Regions from separate parts of the Zea mays genome. Here regions 2 and 3 are each linked to region 1. Evidence: chromatin contacts called from public Hi-C data. All regions are on one chromosome and are shown on one strand. Each heading gives the region's core, a stretch centred on a gene start, on an enhancer-like site or on the middle of the called end of the contact. The rest is flanking DNA. Distances are from core to core; before and after follow the strand shown.

Evidence for each region. A called contact is a pair of places that touch in the nucleus more often than the background predicts.
Region 2: a contact with region 1 is called in a Hi-C map of tassel, with 5 times the contacts expected there. The contact joins the promoter of LOC100274268 here to the promoter of LOC103625973 in region 1. A contact is called at or near these places in 2 of 25 Hi-C or Micro-C datasets (leaf and tassel).
Region 3: a Hi-C map of ear shows a contact between it and region 1, with 2.0 times the contacts expected there. The contact joins the promoter of LOC100285426 here to the promoter of LOC103625973 in region 1. A contact is called at or near these places in 2 of 25 Hi-C or Micro-C datasets (ear and leaf).

Annotation. Positions count from the first base shown.
Region 1 is chr5:13,126,574-13,131,584 of Zm-B73-REFERENCE-NAM-5.0, forward strand. It overlaps LOC103625973 (stromal 70 kDa heat shock-related protein, chloroplastic), which reads right to left and starts at 2,602. Exons shown (of 8, transcript XM_008646372.3): 1 at 1,803-2,602; 2 at 950-1,202. The coding sequence starts at 2,285.
Region 2 is chr5:13,461,983-13,466,927 of Zm-B73-REFERENCE-NAM-5.0, forward strand. It overlaps LOC100274268 (DUF1336 domain containing protein expressed), which reads left to right and starts at 3,194. Exons shown (of 9, transcript NM_001365844.1): 1 at 3,194-3,368; 2 at 3,731-3,817; 3 at 3,959-4,360. The coding sequence starts at 3,281.
Region 3 is chr5:13,567,212-13,572,015 of Zm-B73-REFERENCE-NAM-5.0, forward strand. It overlaps LOC100285426 (PIF-like orf1), which reads left to right and starts at 2,798. Exons shown (of 3, transcript NM_001158319.2): 1 at 2,798-3,138. The coding sequence starts at 2,885. LOC111589513 (U2 spliceosomal RNA) reads left to right here and starts at 774; the gene lies at 774-962.

The DNA of each region.
Region 1 (5,011 bases), core at 1,352-3,851:
TTTCATGGTACTTGAAACCTTTCAATTTTAGGGTTCATTAGGGATTTGTGTAGGATTAGGATCTTATTCGAGATTCTTTTGTCCACCAAGATTCTCATGTAATTCTGTATGAACCACCCGATCATACCTCTCTCATATTACTGTTCTTCATCCTTATGAATTCCACCACCACCATTTTTCATGAAGCCCAGTCTTCCCTTTAGACTTCCATGTTCCAAATGGGATTACACGGCTATATATGAGCATAACATAGTACTATAACATGACCCCCATCTTGCTGTGTTTGCATAACAATTCACTATTTCCCTTCATTTTCTGTTGCTTTTAATGGCACCTTCAATGCCAAATCTCTTGCCGTTGCATTTAAATATTTCAATTTGCTATGGGCCTATTAGATCTATGTTAAGCAAGTCATGCATAAATCATTCACTAGCTAAAAGCAGTATATCCTGCCTTAACTTCCAGTTAAGATTTTTCAGAACCATGATTTAGACACATCACAACTATGGCTGCGTTTGGTTTCCTTCGGATAATAGAATCTACAGCGAGCACGTTACCCGAGAAAATGCATCCGTCACTTGATTTTCAGATTTTTGTTTCTGTGGACACAGAATCCAAGGTATAGAATGAGAAGTGTTTGGATCCATAATGTATTTTTAAAACTAGATTTTCAATATCTGCTTGCAACCAAACACGGCCTATAGGTACTCAAAAAGATTGTAGCCCAAATCTTTCCAGATAAAAGGTTCAGTATCAGTTAAAGTTAAACCTCCTATAGGGGTATGTACTGCAACATTCTATAAAGCTACCTAAAATATAGGTTATAAATTGTGTGATAATTGTGAACATACAGGTAGGTGGCTGTGGAGAGCTAATCATGCAGGAATAACTTAAGTCTAAAAAACTCTGAGAAGTAGGTATTCACAGAAACACCAAACAGGACAGATACCTGAAACGTCAAATGTGCCACCTCCGAGGTCAAAAACCAGAATTGTTTCATTGTTCTTTTTCTCAAAACCATATGCTAGTGATGCTGCGGTGGGCTCATTTATAATACGCAGAACCTCCAGCCCAGCAATGCGGCCAGCATCTTTGGTTGCTGTCCTTTGTGAATCGTTGAAGTAAGCAGGGACTGTGATCACTGCCTTTGTGACTTTGTCATTCAAAAACTTTGATGCATCATCCACCAGCTTTCTCAGCACCTACAAGATATAAAATGTACAGCAACCTGGATCAGAAACAGTATATACAAACAAAATTACATCCATGCAATTAGTTCCAAAGGATACTCATATCTGTTTCAATTCCTATCATCAACAAAATTAATATAACAAATATGGATGACATGCAGCGCAAAGCATATAAATATTAGGTCATAGAAACAGAAATGCACAGAACTGTGTGACAGAACTTGTGAGATTCAACCACTTAATTGATAAAACAACCATCAAGGCATCAAACATGTTTTGAATTTAAGACATACAGAAAAGCTAAGGCAAAATATTGGGCTCCCATCGAGCAACCAACAGAAAGAAAACTAGTTAACATAACAATAATTTAAATTTTATGATAATTACGACTAACAGATGGTCATTGATCTAGGAGCATCGATCTTTTAAAAGTAAATGCTGCAAACTAATTCTAGCACCACACAGGTTCGCTAAATTATAAGGCAAATTGTCCACTGGTAACTGTACCAAATGTGTTGAGATAGCTGATTAGCTGTATACTGTCGGAATAAAAAAAAACAGAGTAACAGTGGTACTGGAGAAGTGGAGATACATTCGAAGTTAGTGTTAAACCTGTGCGGAAATCTCCTCAGCTGCGAACTGCTTGCCAATCGCCGGGCAATCGAGCTTGACGTTGCCGTTGTCGTCCCTGATGACGCGATACGAGACCTGCTTGGACTCCTCGTCTACCTCGTTCATCTTGCGGCCGATGAAGCGCTTCACGGAGAAGAAGGTGTTCTCCGGGTTGACGACGGCCTGGCGCTTGGCGATCTGGCCAACGAGGCGGTCGCCGGACTTGGTGTACGCCACCACCGAGGGCGTGGTCCGCGCCCCCTCGGCGTTGGTAACGATCGTGGGCTTGCCGCCCTCCATAGCTGCCACCGCGGAATTTGTGGTCCCCAGGTCGATGCCTACCACCTTCTCGCACGCCACCCGCAGCGGGCGCCACCGGCGACTGCGGCTGTAGACCGCGGCGGAGATGGAGGGTCGGCTCCGGCGGGGGCCGTGATGGGCCGCAAAGAATGGGGTCGAGGTGGGGAAGGTCGTGGTCGCCATGGGCCGACGGTGGTGCCCAAACAGGAGAGTTCACAAAACCCTATGGAGGGAGAGGAATGAAGAACGTGGATTGGAGTGAGCGGGCGGCCGGATTTTGGCTTCTGCGGTTAACCCTGGGAAATGGCTAGAGGTTGAGGAAGATAAGGGAAAGGAGGTGGATTTTATAGAGCTCACTGCTCACTGGCGGGATGCCGCGTGAAAGCTGTGGCTGGAGCATCGCATCTCGATTCTCGAAGGTTGTATAAGCTTCTGTAAGCGGCGGGACGGGGGCGCTCGCACGTCGCACCAAGTGTAAAAGTACAGTAGGGACGATTTTCTAAACAAAAGACAACTAAAAAACTTTATTATACACGGACTGATTTGTTGACCAGAGATTACGGGAGATTGAAGGAGAAAATTAGTTTATTTTCCCCACAGTAATTCTTTATCACCAAAGTGTTTATAAATAGTCTCTATTACTTATTAAGACTGCAATAGTAGTCGGCCATTCTGCGTTCTGCATATTCCGTGTTCTGCCATTCCGATTCCCTCCTCCCCGCCCATTCTCATTCCCCCGTACAGCCGCGCCTAGCTAAAATTAAAAAAATACACATGGCCCCAAGGGGATTTGAACCCACAACCTCTTCTCAAGCAAATGCTAGCATCAGCTACCACTACACCACATATGTGTTTATGTCTACATCTATAACAGAAAACATATCTACTACATCTCTCCCGAAGCCCACCTGCTATCATTGCACAATGCGTAGTATTAGATAAGTATCACCGAGATTCTTGAACTATACTTTTGGATAGAGTGAGTAGTATTTAAAGAAGAGCCTTACATGCAATTTATTTTGTTTGAATAATATTTTCAACTTAAATTCTTTTTTTTTGCATGCGTGACATTTATTCTTTGTAATATTTTTTCCATGGATCTGACTTGTGAGTCATTTTTATAAACCAACGTCAAACATGAATCCATGTTTCTTACTTAAAAACCCCAAACAAACATCATTAGCAGGAGGCACTCGCGTTGGGGTTGCTCATCGACGACAAGAACTTGGCGACTGCCAGTTCGACCTCTAGAAACAGCCCTACGTGGCTGCATGTGCCGCTATGTACGACAAGCTCTGGCGCCGCCACCGCTTGGACGCGGTGCAGAGCGGCTGCTTCGCGCTGTCCATCGTCAAGCAGGGGACCTCATGGTCGTCGCCAACATCGGTGACTCTCGGTTTGTTCTGGGCACTGCATTTAACGACGACGCCATCACGTCGTCCAGCTCATCGTCCACCTGAAGCCCAACCTGCCACGTAAGTCGCTACTGACTCGCCATGAATTCTTGTGCGCTGAGACGATGGTCGTTGTTGATGTTGTATGAGTGTCCTTGAACACGATGTATGTAGAGGAGTATGCATCCGGTGGTGCAACGGTCAGGGGTACTACCTTGCTGATGAGCCCGGGGTGCACTTCGTTTTACAGCCCAGCCAAGAGTCATTAGTACTCGGTATGTCGCGCGCGTTCGATGACTACTATATCCAGGACTGTGGCGTCATCTTGGCGCCAGAGGTGACGCAGAGGAGGACCGACAACAATGACCAGTTTGTCATCCTCGCCACCGTTGGGTAGCTTTTGTGCCGGCTTGCCTTTAATTCTCTTCGCAAACACACACTTGCCTTTTTGTTTAAGCAAAAGCGTATGGTGGTATGTGTCTGATGACTAACGATGTACGATGTAATTTCTTCCGGTATGTGTGGAACGTGCTCTATAATGATGAGACCATGTAAATCGTGACATATATCGAAGTCTGCATGATACTGATGGTTGCAATGTAGTGGTGAAACAGATAGATTATAAATAACAAAATTTATGTATGGTCAGAATCACAAATTGATTATGAAACATTTTCTCATAACGGTATAACACACATTTTGTATATAAGTTATCGTAGTATACTCGTATTATATATTCTCGTTGCAACGCACGGACATTCAGCTAGTATATTAATAAATACAAAATTAAATATGTTTCTACAACATTAAACGTGTTGAGAAGAAACCAAAGCAGTCTAATTGGGCTTGTCTTGTTCAGACCGGTAGGCCCATTCATATATCATCCATGTAAATTTGGATTCTAGACCAAATACTTGGGTTTAGGTACTACTAAGTTTTAGTCACTATATTTTATTCTAATTTAGTTTCTAAATTGTTTTAGTATTTAATAATTTAAGAACTAAAATAAAAAATAAAGACTACAAATTAGACCTTAGAAACCAAACATCTTTCATCAATAACTATAATAAACAATACATATTAACCACATTTAGTTAGTAATATATATTAATAATATTTAATAATTTATGAACTAAAATTAAAAAATAGATAGACTAAAAATTAGTCTCTAGAAACTAATAATAAACAACATATATTAACCACACCTAATCTAATCTAGTTAGTAATATATATATTAATAGTAAGCATGTATGTGAATATCTTATATTTTGATAGAAATTTAAAACTCCCAAATCTTCTTATCTTAAGACAGAAAGAGTAATAAATAATATATTTTTTTCGTTCGAAGTTTTATGTCGTTTTGTTTTTTCACTACGTATCTAAAAAATATACATCTAAATATTCCGTAGCTAAATATCCAAGACAACTTATGAATATGATTGTAGGACCTATATTTTATATTACTAAAATGGGCGATATTCGGATATTATTTTCATAGTGATTATTATTTTGACA
Region 2 (4,945 bases), core at 1,944-4,443, 340 kb after region 1:
GGCAGGAAAGGCGGGCGACGTTTCGCCTTCGCCGAAACAACCGCACCAAAAGAGGTACGACGTGTCGTTCGATTTCGTATCCTTTTCGTTTTTTCCTCTTTCTCTCTCTTGCAACAGGGACCGAGAAAGGGGATACCCCAAAAAGGATCCTTCCCCGTGAAGGAACCAGGCTCCGAGCCTCCTTACTGATCAGAGGTTCGAAGGCTGGCCCCCCGAAGGGTTCAACAGCCGCCTCAGATCGCGTGGGCCCTACACCCACTACTGGTCAGAGGTTCGAAGGCCGGCCCCCCGAAGGGTTCCACGGCCGCCTCAGGCTACTCGGGCTCCGCGCCCATTACTGATCAGGGGTTCGAAGGCTGGCCCCCGAAGGGTTCACAGTCGCCTCAGACACCGAGCGAGGGATGACCAGGGGTACGTTCGATACATAACCGAGGCTCGGGCTGCGCTCCCGAGGTACCCTAGGACATTTCCGAGACCAGCGGGAGCGATCTTATAACAGAATCCCATCGGAGGGAGGCATCGAGCCCTCGGACCCTGTCGCTAGGGGACCGGGTCTGGCAGATCACCCGCAGGTACTTTTGGGCGTGCCTCTGGGCCCCTAGCCGACCCCTAACGAACGGGGCACGGACGTCCACTCGGATTACCCGCTTGCAGCTCACCGGAGACACCATGTTCGGTGCCCATCAAGGGTAACATGGCGCTTTCCCCCCCTCCTCCTTGCGGAAAGGCGACGTAGGGGCGTATGTAAAAAAGCCGAGTCTGTCCCTGATCGTCCTCTCGCCCTGTGCAGAGGCTCGGGGGCTGCTCTCGCAAACCCGGCTCCGCCCAAATCGTTGACAGCGTCAACATACCAGCCCGAGAGCTTGGGCCCCGACCGTACACCCGGGCTACGGCCGGTTCGCATGAGGGAACGACCAGACCAGCCGAAGCGTTACGCAAGGCATTAAGACCTCGAATGAGTGAAAACACTCCTCCGAGGCCTCGGGGGCTACACCCGGCGGGTGCGCTCGCGCGCACCCACCGGAACAAAATGCAACCGAGAAAGGCTGGTCCCCTTGCAAAAAAGTGCGACGAAAGCCTCCAAGCGAGTGCTAACACTCCCTTCGAGGCTCGGGGGCTACTGTCGGGGACCATAATTAGGGGTACCCTCAAGACTCCTAATTCTCAGCTAGTAACCCCCATCAGCATTAAGCTGCTAAGGCCTGATGGGTGCGATTAAGTCAGGAATCGGTCCATTCGAGCGACTCGATCACACCTCGCCCGAGCCTAGCCTCGGACAAGGGCAGCCGCCCCGGATGGTTTCCGTCTCGCCCGAGGCCCCCCTCCAACGGCAGACACATCTCCGGCTCGCCTGAGGCCTTGCCTTCGCTAAGAAGCAACCCTGACTAAATCGCCGCACCGACCGACCAAATCGCAGGAGCATTTAATGCAAAGGTGACCTGACACCTTATCCTGACGCGCGCCCTCCGGCAGAGCCGAAGTGACCGCCGTCACTTCGCCGCTCCACTGACCGGTCTGACAGAAGGACAGCGCCGCCTGCGCCACTCCGACTACAGCGCCACTTGACAGAGTGAGACTGACAGGCAGTCAGGTCCTGCCAAAGGTGCCATAGGAAGCTCCGCCCGACCCAGGGCTCGGACTCGGGCTAAGTCCCGGAAGACGGCGAACTCCGCTCCGCCCGACCCAGGGCTCGGACTCGGGCTCGGCCCCAGAAGACGGCGAACTCCGCTCCGCCCGACCCAGGGCTCGGACTCGGGCTAAGTCCCGGAAGACGGCGAACTCCGCTCCGCCCGGCCCAGGGCTCGGACTCGGGCTCGGCCCCAGAAGACGACGAACTCCGCTTCGCCCGACCCCAGGGCTCAGACTCCGCCCTGGCCTCCGCCGAACGACCTCCGCCTCGCCCGACCCAGGGGCTCGGCCTCGGCCACGGAAGACAGACTCGACCTCGGCTTCGGAGGAGCCTCCACGTCGCCCAACCTAGGGCGCAGGCCAGCCACGTCAACAGGAAGCACCATCATCACCCTACCCCGAGCCGCCTCGGCCCGTAGGGAACAAGACCGGTGTCCCATCTGGCTAGCTCCGCCAGATAGGCAATGATGGCGCCCCCGCACGCTCTGTGACGACGGCGGCTCCCAGCTCTCTTACGGAAGCAGGCGGACGTCAGCAAGGACTCGATCGCTCCAACAGCTGTCCCTCCGCCAAGCACCGTCGCTCCTCCGACGGCCACGACATCACACCAACAGGGTGCCAAGATCTCTCCGGCTGCCACATTGGCATGTACTTAGGGCGTCAGCTCTCCCCCACTAGACACGTAGCACCACGCTACACCCTCATTGTACACCTGGATCCTCTCCTTACGCCTATAAAAGGAAGGACCAGGGCCCTCTTAGAGAAGGTTGGCCGCGCGAGGACGAGGACGAGACAGGCGCTCCCTTGGGGCCGCTCGCTTCCCTCACCCGCGTGGACGCTTGTAACCCTCTACTGCAAGCGCACCCGACCTGGACGCGGGACGAACACGAAGGCCGCGGGATTCCCACCACTCTCACGCCGGACTCCGGCCGCCTCGCTCCTCTCCCCCCTTTATGCTCGCCCACGCGCTCGACCCATCTGGGCTGGGCACGCGGCACTCACTCGTCGGCCTGAGGGACCCCCGGTCTCGAAACGCCGACACGTATCCATACCCATCTACCCAACGGGTAGAGGTTTTTACCGATGAACATACCCACGGATAGAGAAATCATCCCATACTCGTCTTCATATCGGATAAAACCGATCGCGTATTCGGGTTTCGGGTACCCATCGCCTTCCCTACCACGAATGAAACGATCAGTCGCCTACCAAGGACCGCGTCCATGCGTGTGGCGACGACGCCTACCCCCGCGCAGGCCGCAGCCCCACCGCCGCGTTCCCTCCTCCCCACTCGTGTGGGAAGCTCAGCACAAAGTTCGCGTTGCGCCGGGCGGCTCGTCCTTCTTGGAAATCCTCCCACGCAATCGCCTCCCCGCCCCGCACCCGCGTGCGTGAGACGCCGCCTCGCACTGCCACAGTGCCACCGCCGCCCCCCACCCCGGGGCGCCGATCTCGCGTCGCGTCGCCCTGGCGAGGTGGTGGCGGGAGGATGGGGGCGTGCGTGTCGCGGCCCAGCGCGTGCGTGGGCAAGCCCCACACGCCGCGGTCCGGCGACGCCAGCGGCCGCTCGGGCGGCGGGGGTGGGGCGCGGCGGAGGCGCAGCCGCCGTGTCGGGAAGGGGCGGAGGACGGCGCCATCGCGCGCCGCGTCGATGGAGACCATCCAGGAGGCCGAGGTGCCCGGTTCGACGTCCGCCGCCGCGGCCGATCACCGGACGTACAGCAACCCCGCGTTCCAAGGTGGGTCGGTGGGTGAACGGACAGGCTGCTTTCTCCTCTTTCCCCCGTGACCGTGCACCTTCTGCACGCTGCTTGTTTCGGGGGTCTGGATTCTGATCTCCGGGTCCGAGGGACCATGGGCGCGTGATTGCGCGCTCCTCAGACTTCGGGGTTAAATTAAATTACTGCATCTGGGGATCGTGTGCGTCCAGCAATAGCTGCTCATCTTTTTTAATTCGTAGCTCCGGAGGCTTTGCGACCCTATTCTGTAGAGTGGGGTTGTGGTAGTGTCTGGGGCAGTACGCGTCGCAGTTCGTTGCGTCAATTCGTACTCGATACTCCAATATGACCTGACGTGATTTCGGGGGTATCTCGTGCTGCAGTGTCCGGGAACATTGAGGAGGCTTGGTACGATTCCTTGGCGATGAGCGAGTCGGATGCCGAAGACGATTTCCACAGCGTGCAAGATGGTAAGAGTGATGTCGTAGCAGCCATGTAGCTAGGTCCCCAGCACAGCATAATTTCAATGATTAGTTGAACCTGCTGATTTTTCGTCCCTATTTTGACATGCCTTTCTATTTAACTGGATGTGCTTCTCCGTGATCGTTCAGATTCTTTTTCATTGAATGGCTTCGAGAACGAAGCTGCATTGAGCATGAGAGATGGCAACGGTGGGAGCTTCAATGGAGCTGCGCAATCAGGCGAGCAGCAACATAAAAAGCCAAAGTCCAGCGAACTGTCAAAGGGGAGCTTGGAGAATGGTGTGAGGTCGTCCATGAGCAACGAGGATGCGGTGAGTTTTTCTGGTGCGGACAACACTCACGGTGGAGAGAGGATACTGGAAGTTTGCGGGCTTCTGCCAAATAATTGTCTACCCTGCATTGCCTCTGCTGTTGGGGTAAGCGAGAAGAAGAGAACTCTTTCCTCGAGCCCTACTCATTCAATGAGGATGCCTTCTTTGAAGCTTTCCTTCAAGAAGAAGTCAGGGGAAGCTCATCCATCTTCCACACTACGTAAGCATTTCTTAAGTCATTTGGTTAAGAGTTGCTAAGAGATAAGACACCCTTCTCAAAAGCTGAACTGAAGTTTGTGCAAATTTTCCCTGATATGTATACTTTTCCATAATTCTGTGTTTGATGAGTTAAAACTGTGCCTGCAACTTGCTTGTTCTCTTTTATGACATACTCCTAGGACTATTGTGTCCATAGAGGCAAAAGGTGGCACAGAGAACCGATGCTTTCTGGTAGTGACAATTTCTTCTCTGCCTGCATGGTTCACCAGTCATACCAATCATCTTTCATTTAGCAGCACTGTATTGATAAGACTTTCATCTGGAAATGGAAAGTGAAGATTCCATAGTTGTACTCATTGGCGGTTTGCAGAAACATATCACAAATGAATGGGAGAGGGAGATGCCTTAAAATCGTACTAAAACGAAGGGTTAATTAGATGTGTGCCATTACAAATTTTCTGGTTTTGATACATGCTATCGAACTATTTAGACTTGTAACCTTGCCATTAAACTTCATCCTAGACTTGAAATACACCATGCTATCATCTTGCAACCTAGAAGCATGTATACGCCATGGGCAGCCTTC
Region 3 (4,804 bases), core at 1,548-4,047, 440 kb after region 1:
TGGACAAGGTGGGATTTGTCGTCGTTCCTGTGGCCAGTGTCGTCGCCGAGGAAGCCAATGCCTTGGATTCAGTGGCACATCGCTATTTGGCTGTGAACTTATGATGTATGAACATTGCTATGAGTGTAACATGTACTGATGCTTTGTTGTGAAATTTATCTAAGAATTGGAGATCAGTTCCAGTTATGTGTCTGTGTTTTTTTATCAAATTAGCATTGTGTTGTTGTGTGGTCATAGACACAAAACTAAAGGCAGCACAAGTTGGTGCTCTATGTTGTTTGAGACAATTTGTGTTGCTTGTGTTTTAGGCCAACATAACTCTTTAGAAATAATTTCAAGTGATATTGATAATGTTTGCTACACGGATTTTGTATGTCATAGAAAAGTTTGTCGTTCCGTATCTATGTTTCACACAATTTTTTTACTCACGTAGCAACGCACGGGCACGGACCTAGTCTACTATATAAAACACCAGTTGTCGTCCTACGTCACGCGTGAAACACATATCTGGTTCTTTCTCCTCACTTCCCGCTTACCAGTGAGCCAACTCATAGATAGATCGTGAGAAACCAACTAAAACCCAACACGACAGAGCGGTTCACCCTCCCCCTCTTGACTAACCGTGGATCGTTATCCCATATATGAGTCGTGAGAAACCATCCAAATCCAACACGACAGGAGACCGCACTCAACATAGCGCTCCTACATAGTATAATCCCACTAACTGAAGAAGAGAGCGAGCTATAAAAAGGGGTCTGGCTCCTTTTTAAATCATACCTTTCTCTGTCTTTTGGCTAAAATAAAGTGTAATGTTTGTTTTCATCAGTTTAATATCTAGTTTTAGACTATATGTTCACTATGGTATTAAATTTATTTGTATAGTTTTTTAGAGATGGTCCATCATACTGACTTATTATGCTCTCACCTATTGCACTGCTGCTCGGTGTCAAATATGATTGTGTACCATCGCAACATATGTGCACTAATTTTCACGATTCTACAGTTCCCACCGTCGTCGTGTCTCTCACATTTAAATGATGAATAAGTTAAAAATTTGTATAAATTGAAATTTGAACCATGTGCATAGATAAAAATTGTAGCAACGTACGAACACTTTGCTAGTTAAGCCTTGTTTGTAAGTTAGTGATGGTCGAATAGGAATTCATTGATCCGGTACTGTGCCCTCAAGGGTAAATTTAAATGGCATGGATCCGTGCATTTCATCTAGACACTGGTTCTACGAACACAAATTTGATATGTGTTCTTATGATCTGAGCTTATGATGGGTGATTAATAAACGAGTAATGTTTTAGGTTGAGTCAGGTGGATTAACTAGGGTGTGAGTGTATGTAACATGTCTCTTGGTTTGTGAATGTGGCGGTCGACGGTGAAGATGACTGCCATGCATGTTAGTACCATGGACCAGGAGCCATTAACGATGAACATTAAGACTTAATTAAGGGACTAGAGAATTCTAGTGACTAGTTGTGGTTGCTAAAACCTAGGGATACTATCAAGCATGAGGATATGGTGGAGCACATCGTGTCGCCGACATGGTCGAGTACTAGCAAGACACATGTCCAAGACGTGTGGGAGATGTGTTTTGATTATGCCATTTGTGATGCTTTGGTGGTTGAGCCTCAAAAACCTATAGCAACGGTTTCGCGAGTTTAGCACCGTTGAGGGCTCCTTTGGAATGCAGGAATCACAGAGGAATCATCTAGGAATTTCATAGGAATCGGTTCATTTTCATAAGAAAAACGCAAAAAAAATCATGCAATACAAAAGAGCCCTGAGAATGAGTAATATGGGTTACATATGAGCCCTAAAGTTACACGATTAAACAAATTCGCGAAGGTTGAAACTGATCACGTAGCTCTGTCTCGCCCAATCTCGACCTCTTAGGGTTGGGATACAGTAAGAAGTCCTGAAGCGATCGCCTCGCTCGACCTAGGGGCTAGGGGTTGGGAGTGCGCCAACTCCCTGGATTAAATAGGGGAGTATCGGTAGTCACTCCCTAGAACATGCCCTAACATAAAAGTAGACCAAATGGCAGCACATGACATATGGAAATCGGGCATGCAAATTCTAGCACTGGAGACAAGTTGGAGTTTACAACGAGGGCGGAGGCAAACAAGCCATCACGAGTAGTATACACTTGTAATCTCATAGAACACTGCACTCACTACACCGGAGTCTAGAATATCGAGCTCCCTCAATCAAGTTTGTACCCCCTGTTACAGACATTAGTGCAGAGTACGCAAGGTGTCTAACTGAACGTAGGGAAACCTTTTGCCTGAACTAATATAAAATCTTTGTTTCCCTTGCACGCTATTTGGTCGGACACGCAAAACACGTAAATTACTAATTGAGGTTTCTGAAACAGCGACACGGCAACAATCACAAAAATCGAGGTTAAACAAAATTTGTTCGGCTTTGGTTTGCCATTTTGCCCTACAAACTATTCCTTTCGTATTAAAATATTGTTCTTTTCTAACTCACTTTTTTCATCCACATTCGTTCAAGTGTTATCAATATAGATCAATATAGATATACATGCAAACTGTTTTCATATATTACTTAATAAATGTATGATTAGTCTAAAATAAGTTATATTTGGGACTCACGGATTATATAGCAAATTGGTTCTTATGTAGCCCTATAAAACTACAGAAATAAAAACGAATGGTCACGATAGTACCTGGACGGCTGGACCCAACATACCGAATCCGACGCTCCATCGAGTGTGTGCGGTGGCGGCGGGAGGAGACGAAAGAGAAATATGCAGGCGGTGGCACGGGCGGCGCGTGGGCTCGCGGCTGCGGCGGTGGCACGGGCGGCGCGTGGGCTCGCGGCTGCGGCTGCGGCTGCGCGGCCGTCGGTGATGGAGGCAGGGCACAGCGGGCAGGTGCAGCAAGCTCGGGGCATCGTGGTGCAGGTGAGGGACGGGAATCTGGAGCCGGCGCTGTCGATCATGGAGCGCAAGATGCGGTCCAGCGGCACGGAGCGCCTCATCCGGGCGCACACCCTTCTCGACATCAAGGACTCGGAGAACCGCTTGCTCGCGCTTAAGGAGCTTATGCAGCGTGTCCGTTCCCAGGAGCTCATGCTCCGCAAGATCGTCATCAAGCAGATCAGGTCAGGGCCACCCTCCCATCACCACTACTGTACCTGTTAACGCACCGCTTGTGCTTGCCATCTCTTGCTGGCTGATTTGTTAATAAGATATTTAGTGGATTGCGGTGACGAATTGGAATGTGTTCTAATGTGATCGCCAAGTGCTCGAAAAAATGTCTGGTCGAGTCTTATTTGCCACGCTTAGTGGAATTGAGTGGACTTGCGGATTGGGTTACGCCCTAGAATGACTAGGTTTAATGTTGGCTCGCCAAGCATATCACAACACTCTCCCTTTAACAGGGCTTGTGACTGCTATGTTGAGACAACATAAGCGGAGTTTGTGTCACTAATTTGATATTGCCTCTATCATATTTGTTGCAAAGTTTGGCACTCCATCTTTTTTATTAACCTTTGTTATTATATCTAGCTGATGTAGGTTTTATTTTTTAATCCCTTTTTACTAGGTAATCTCTTTTTTGTCTGTCAAAAAACGCCTTAATGATGTGAATTTTTTAGAAATAGTAGAGTGACTGCACACATGCTGCCCTCAGAGCAGGGGTTTACAAATTTTATGTGTTCACAATCAGCAGTGAATAAATAGGTAATCTACGACCCTGAGTGTATGATGCAATAATGAATTTAATATTTTGCTGACTCTACTGAACATAAGAAGGTAACTGGAATATCAAAAAGTAATTCATAAGTCATACATTACTTGAACCGAAATTAACTCCACACATGTCACATTGATTAAGAGAGTTGTCCCCTTTTCAGACAGTATTAGAGCTATCCAATGAGAAGTGTTATATTATTTCTAAAGACTTCTCTGTCTTTTTCTCACTGAATCTGTCTAGTGAGCAGTGAATGTAGATGCATGTGTTAATGAACATTCTTGGTGTATCAATACATTTATGTAAAATATTGCATTTCCTAATGACATGTATTTTCAGCATATATAGCCCATATTACCTTGCAGATTGCATTGCTCATATACTATATGAGTTCTGACAGGCAGCCACTAGCTCACTATTTATTTTCCATATTTTAAGAAGTATGCGCCAATAAAATATGATAGGAATATCTTGATATAAACCATCTTAAATCTTTACAAGGAGCAATATAAGGCTGCGTTTGGTAGCGCTTTTTCAGCTCCGCTCCGAAGCAGAATCAATTCTCATATGCCAAACAGTCAAAAAACCAGACGCTTCACCGAGGGAGCGGAGCGAATCGCGTCCAATAATTGTACTGGCACATGGGAGCGAAAAAAACCTGCTCTACCGGCTCCCTCACCCGCTCGGGCATCCAGCCACAAGCCCAGCCTGGCTTTTGTCCAGGCCGTGGCCATTAGCGTTGGAGGCGGCGCGGCGGCGCCAAGCTACCAGCCGCTACTGCCTAGGACGCTGGAGATCCAGGCCGCCGCCCCTTCCGTCCATTACTACGCCATCTCTTCGTCTCCCGTCTTCTAGTGTGCAAGGTGAAGTTGCATTCCTCTCTCCCTCTAATCTGTAGCCGGTTGAGGTGAGGACTGAGGACGCAAGTGTTTTTTCCTTCTGCTCAAGCTCCTGCAGTCTCTATTGGTTTCTTGATTTGAAAATCATTTTTAAGAAAATCCTTGCACACGAGTATAGTAGCTGTGAAAATTCAAAGCTCACACGTCCAGCCCAATAGCACCGTTTCTAGAAATGTT